Linked DNA regions of Zea mays: region 1 is linked to region 2. The links are chromatin contacts, called in public Hi-C maps. All regions are on one chromosome and are shown on one strand. Each heading gives the region's core, a stretch centred on a gene start, on an enhancer-like site or on the middle of the called end of the contact. The rest is flanking DNA. Distances are from core to core; before and after follow the strand shown. Region 1 holds the start of LOC100285858 (prenyltransferase/ zinc ion binding protein). Region 2 holds the start of LOC100283242 (40S ribosomal protein S16).

What was found. A called contact is a pair of places that touch in the nucleus more often than the background predicts.
Region 1: a Hi-C map of endosperm shows a contact between it and region 2, with 3 times the contacts expected there. The contact joins the promoter of LOC100285858 here to the promoter of LOC100283242 in region 2. A contact is called at or near these places in 9 of 25 Hi-C or Micro-C datasets (bundle sheath, ear, endosperm and 2 more) and 1 of 3 datasets of contacts at active chromatin or transcription factors (seedling).

Annotation. Positions count from the first base shown.
Region 1 is chr2:154,355,139-154,358,472 of Zm-B73-REFERENCE-NAM-5.0, reverse strand. It overlaps LOC100285858 (prenyltransferase/ zinc ion binding protein), which reads right to left and starts at 1,859. Exons shown (of 2, transcript NM_001158748.1): 1 at 478-1,859; 2 at 1-161. The coding sequence starts at 1,635. The coding sequence ends at 42.
Region 2 is chr2:154,120,096-154,123,284 of Zm-B73-REFERENCE-NAM-5.0, reverse strand. It overlaps LOC100283242 (40S ribosomal protein S16), which reads right to left and starts at 1,544. Exons shown (of 1, transcript NM_001291545.2): 1 at 810-1,544. The coding sequence starts at 1,456. The coding sequence ends at 1,010.

The DNA of each region.
Region 1 (3,334 bases), core at 610-3,109, 230 kb before region 2:
CTTCATACTAAACAATGGCATTATCCATTCTGTAAAGTCTGTCAGTGTAAAACAGCCCTTCGACTCGAGTGTTCAGCTTTCATCTTGGCCTCGAGGTCCTTGACAGCGTTAGTGAGAGGCCTTGCATCCAGAGCTTTAGCCAGTTTACCATCTCCATCGTACTGCAGGAAGGTAGAGAGTGGCGCAGCCATCATCAGTTCAAAACGTGGCAAGGGATACCAGATCAGCCTGTGCGTGCATCTAGTTGCAGTAAACTTGTAGTATGTTTTGTCATCAAACAAAAATGGAACCCATTTTTTGACAAAAGAGAAGAACTATGGTTTATTCTGTAACCAGATGAAAAGACTGGCAAAGTGACCAGACCAGATTGGCCTGCGAACTCAGTTTCATCACAAAATATCTGGGAAGCAAACTCGGATCGATTCAGAAGCAATGTATGTTTAGTTCATTCACGAAGGTGTGAGTCAAAAGGCGAACCTTTTCCAGCTTCAGAGCGAGGTCCTTGAGCTCATCTTCCGAACGCGCCTTCTTATGAATCGCCTTGAGCACCTTGATCAAATGCGGCCGAAGGAACTGGGCGCAGTGCTTCTCGAGGTCACGGTCGGGGAAGGAGGAGTCGCATCCGAAGGGGCACTTCATGGGCCTCATGGGGCAGACGGTGACGCAGTGCCTGTCCATGTCGCGCCTGAGCAGCCGCTTCTCGCAGCCCTGCTCGCACTGGAGCGGCTTGTACGGGCAGGCGGCGTCGTGGTCCCGCGCGCAGCGGACGGAGACCCTGGCGCGGCATCCGTCGTTGGGGCAGGCGACGGGGCGGAAGCTGCACTGCTGCTTGTGGTCCGCCAGGCGCGCCTCGCTCTCGTACTTCTCGGGGCAGTGGAACCGGGTCCTGAGGTCCACGTTCTTGAGCAGCGTCTCGGCGACGGCCTCCCGCCGCTCCAGCGGCCAGAACCGGGTCGCCTCCATCTCCTGCACCAAGTCGTCGATCTTGTCGTCGCGGCTGTCGCTCAGCAGCCACCCGGAGACGTGGCCGATGATGTTGCGCTTCGTGCTGCCGAAGTCGTCCATGAACACGGACACGGCCTCGAACGGGTCGTCGGGGACCGCCGCGTCGGGCCCCTCCTGATTGGCCTCCGACTCGATCAGCGCGTCCGCGATGAAGCTCTCGCTCCGCTGCGTGATGTAGTCCACCATCTCCCTGCGCAGGTCCACGGCCACCACCGACGGGCTGTGGAACGGGTCCCCCGTCGTGCCGTCCACGCACACGGCGGCGAGCCCCGGTAGCAGGATCTGCGCTAGCTTGTGCATCGCCTCCGAGTCGCAGTACGGGCACTGGATCAGCGGGCCCTCGCCTCGCTCCGTGCCGGGCTCCGCCACCGGGAGCTCCATCCGCGCCGTCGCCGCCTGCTTTGTGATCAGGCCAGGAACCTGCACACGGGAAGGCGCCGTGCCGAGCAGCTCAGCGGCGTTCTCAAGTTTTTCCGATGAAATATACATCTGCCGCTCGATCTCTGCAACTGTTATTGTTTCAGACGAAACAGAAACATTTTTTTTCTTTCGGGGATATTGTAGGCGGGGGATTTGAAAGCTCGCAACAAAGAAATGCACAGCGCATCCAAAGAAGGGGCCGGGGCTCATCCGAATCGAACGTACCTGAGGAAGGAGAGAAGGAATCAACCGCCGGCGGACGGGAAGGGCGGCGTCCAGGACACCTGCGGGCTGCGGCAGCCTGGATCGAGGCCGGCGTGGTGTTGGGCGCGGGGAGAGAAGAAGAGGAGAGGGGAGGCAGGGCGGAGCAGGCCTGTATTCCCTTCCCTTGTCTGGATGGGGACTGGGGAGTCGTGGGGAGCAGAACACAAACACCTCCCAGGTAAACGGGCATGGCCGGCGAGCGGTCTATTATGAATAATAGGTGGAAAACCAGTTTGGGAGAAAGTGACTCTTGTCTTATTCCAGAGATTAATTATATTTATATATAAATGAAGAGGTGTATCTTAAGGATGTGTTTCTTAGGAATAACTACCGTACCTCTTAGATTGGTCACACATGTACATATTACAATATTTCTTACGAGCACGTGTAGATAACATGTTATGAATAAGTGGAAAACGAGTTTGGGAGAAGTGATTGTTGTCTGTTATTCTAAGGAGTAATTACATTTATATACAAGTGAAGGGGTGCATGGGATAATAAAGTGGTGAACGCCCTTGTGAAGATGTCGTCGGGACGAATGACCGTCCTACCAGCAGTTTTCGCTAACGACCTCTTCGAACCAAGCGTTCGTTATGGCGAAACTTGTCGAGAGGTCAGGCAACCCTCAGGCATGGTCCCTCTAGCCCACAAGTCTGTCGTTGTCGTAGAAGGTGCAGACCCCCAACAGGTCCCGTATGCGAATGGAGAATACCGTACCATAACTTCTTGTCTAATGGCTCACTTCCCGAGGACGAAACGGAGGAGTGAAGGCTCCATCGATCAGCCATGTCCTTTGTCCTAATTGGGGAAGACCTGTACAAAAAGGGACATTGGAATAAAGCAACGTTGCATCTCGATCGAACATGGGAGGCAACTCCTAGAGGACATCCATAGCGGGACCTATGGACACCATGTCGCCCCATCTCGTGGGAAACACCTTCCGACATGGCTTCTATTGGCCTACCACACACACCAGGTGGTGCGAACACGTGAAGGGTGGCAATATTACACACAACAAACCCACCTGCCCGCATGCGCTCCAAACAATCCTCGTCACCTGGTCATTCGTGGTCTGGGGCTCGATCTAATCGGACCCCTTAGAAATGCACCTGGGGCTACACTGTAACACCCAATTTGTAGATAAAAATAAGATAGTACATCTCAACCTATGTATTGCCTCATACTCATCATCACATGGTAATAACCACATATGAGAGAACAAATGATTAAGACCACTAAAATAAATCATGTCTCGTGTTGGAGTTTTGGTTGCTTGTACATTTAATAATACTGATAATATTACTAAGGGCACATTAATAATGAGAATTAAGGATTTAATTCACATTCAATTATAGGATTTGGAAATAAAATTAGAGATAAAAGAGAAGTAAGAAAAGAAATAGAGGAATAAGAGACTTACATAAAATATACCTAGAAATATATTTGCAGAGTTAGTACCTTAAATGTGTAATGTAATTTGAAGACAAATTTGCCACAGTATCAAATTTAAATTTGAAAGGAAATTTGATTTGGAAAGAAATCAAAAGAAAATAAAAAGGAAAATAAAAGAAAAAGAAAAGAGAATGTACCCGTATTGGGCTCAAACCCTCAGCCGCCCCAAATTCCCTCTGCCCGCTTACCTCGC
Region 2 (3,189 bases), core at 295-2,794:
AAATAAATGGTGTCCCCTCAAACAGAGCATAATCCATAAACTAAAACTAGCTATTCCAATCAAATATCATATGAAACGCATCACAGCCATGTCTGCCAAGATTATATCATTCTGACTTTATGTTTACATGATCTAAATTAATAGGGTTGATTCTGCATTTTTTATCTACAAAACATATGGTTTTGCAAATTGAAAGTTAAGATTCTACGGTTGTGACAGTACATGTTTTAGAATCAGTGGTTTTAAGAACCTTGCATCACCAACCTCGCTACCAAAATGAACTTCCATAATCACCAAAGCAACTAAACTTTGGTAACAAAACAGAGAGTATATGCAGGTTCATACCATAAGACAGGCTGATCGATGAATAGATGAGCAATATTGACTTACCACTCAATTGTCACATTTAACATAAACTCAAGCTAGCAAATGGAGAGTGAAAACATTCAAAATTGTACTGTATACTTGCCTTCACTTAGATTTGTAGAGTTTAAAGACACATTTCCTATCAATTCCCTAGTGGATCAGAGCAACAGGTGCAAGTCAAGCAAAATCACTTTAGAAGGCATTGATACCACAAGGTTACTTTATCTATTACTACCAAAGTACCAAGTACCAAAAATGCAACTACTCTATCTATATATATAGTTGAGCAATTCATTCAACTGAATTAAACAGATTGGTACTACCGTAGGTGAATATAAACAGACAAACAGATACAAAGACAAATTGAAGGCAGCTGTTACACAACAAAACCATTAGGGGACAATATCATAATTCTCAATACTGGAATGATGAAAATCATAATAGAGGGACTAGCCAAAATAGTCTTCATAATCTCTCACATTAATTTCACATTGCAAACAAGGTTTCAGGCTAGGCATTAAAGTCTAAACATTATGGTAAAGCAGCAGCTAGATATAGAACCAGATAAGCAGATCCATTGATAGGAAATAAAGCGAAGAACACCCACAACGATCTGAAAAATCGAGATGGAGCAGGCAGCCGCTCAACGGTACGACTTCTGGAACCTGGCGCGGGCACCACGTCCGCCGAACTTCTTCGGCTCGCAGCGCCGGGGGTCAGCGACGAGGAGGGTGCGATCGTAGCGGGTAAAGATGTCCTTGATCTCCTTCTTGGCGGCCTCGTCGACGTACTTCTGGTAGTAGGCGACGAGCCCCTTGGCGACGGCCTGGCGGATGGCGTAGATCTGCGACGTCTTCCCGCCGCCGCGGACGCGGATCCGCATGTCGATGTCCTTGAACCGGGACCGCCCCGCCAGCAGGATGGGCTCGAAGGCCTTGAGGCGGAGCATCTCCGGTCGGATCAGCTCAATCGGGACGCCGTTCACCTTGATCAGGCCGCGCCCCGGCTTCGTGTACGCGACCGCGACGGCGGTCTTCTTCCGCCCGAAGCACTGGGCCGTGCCCGGGGTAGGGCGGCTCAGCACGGTCATGGTTGGGGTCGTGCGGGATTCGCGGCGGCGGTAGGGTTTTGGCGGCTCGGGGTGCCTGGAGAGAGAGTGGATTGGCCTTTATAGCCACGAAGCGTTTTGTCTGGTGCCGCCGCGGCTGTTAGAACGGTATGCGGCCCGTGGAGCGTTTGAGATCTAGACCAGAGTTGTTTTGGGGGCCCATTTGTGGTTAAATAAGATAATTATTGGGCCAGGCCTCTAGAGGCTCATGTCTTGTGATAAAAGGCCACATGGGAAAGGCCAGTCGTCTAGCAGTGTCGTGGTGGTCGGAGTCGCCGCCACTCCTCTACATTAATATGGAGAAAATTTTGGAATTGTGTTATTATGAAAAATGGGTTTCGCCACTGTTGAGGGTCTACCTTGCTGAATGTTCTCAAGACACCTCTTCTTCGATGTAAACTAATGTGTTTCAGGCTAAATTGAAGAATAGACGAAGCTAGCCTTCAGTCGAAGCAATGAAAAGAAAATTTTGTCCACATGCATACAAGCGACGAAGGCGCAAGCCAAAGTCGTTAGCCGACATGGAGAAAACTTCGAACGCAAAGTGACGAAGGAGGAGTACAAGACTTGTACAACAAGAAAGAAAGATAAAAGACAGCAATGTCATGTGTCATTTGTAAATCATGTGTGTAAACTTTATAGGCATAATTGTAATAAACTATGAAGTTATTCAACTTGCATATAAATAGATGAACAGTACCCTACATAAAGTACTTTTTGAGGGCCCTAGCTTCGTTCTTCTTAGCCTTTGAAGCACCTTTAAGCTATCTTGTGATAAGAAGTTGAAGGTATGTTTGTAAATGTATTTGATATGACGGAATATGGAATAAAAATACTAAGACATACGAGATGAGTCTTTTATGTCATTTTCTATCATCTTTCTATTTAAACATTGTTCTATTCACACCCTTCTTCTTACTTACGTCCTTAAGTTATCCCTTTGGAGAAGTGATAATTTACGAACGAAGGTTTGAATTTAACTTGTGTTGCGTTGTTTTCGATGCCATGTAGCAATTGAAAACGAGTATTCAACATTGGCACCCACCTCTGGTGATTCCACGACCGCAACAACCCCATCATGCCGCTGAAGAATACAGTGGCGACTGGCTCTATCCTTAGGACCTAGGATCCTAACCATGGGGATGAAGCTCTCCTTATGATGGTAAGGAATCAAAAGAGGAAGGCCATCAGGCCAGAACCGTAAGACGAGGAGCTTGATTGTGAAATCAACAACCTCGAATCAATCCACCACCGAATGGAGAAGCGCAAGGAGAAGGTGCTTCCTCTCTCTAAGCTTCAGAAGAAGATTAACGAAGCAACTGAAGAAATTTGTAACATTGAAAGTGCAAGATCAGTATAGTTACAAGGACCATAACTATGAGGGTCGTAACCATGACAATTTTCATCACGAGCCATTCAACCTCCAAGATTTCCTTTATGATGAAGCTTCACCACTGACACCAAAGTTACAGGCAACACCTTGGCCACCAATGTACAGACCTCTTACACTATGATGGTCTGTCTGACCTGAAGCAATTCCTCATGAGTTACGAAACTACCATATCTTCATACGGTGGCAACTCAGCAGTCATGGCAAAACCCTTTGTAATGGCGATCAGAAATGTGTCCTAGACTTTGTATTCATCGCTTCGGCCAAGGAATGTCACTTCATGGCAGAAGCTAAAAGAAATGCTTCTCACCAGCTTTGAGGGTTT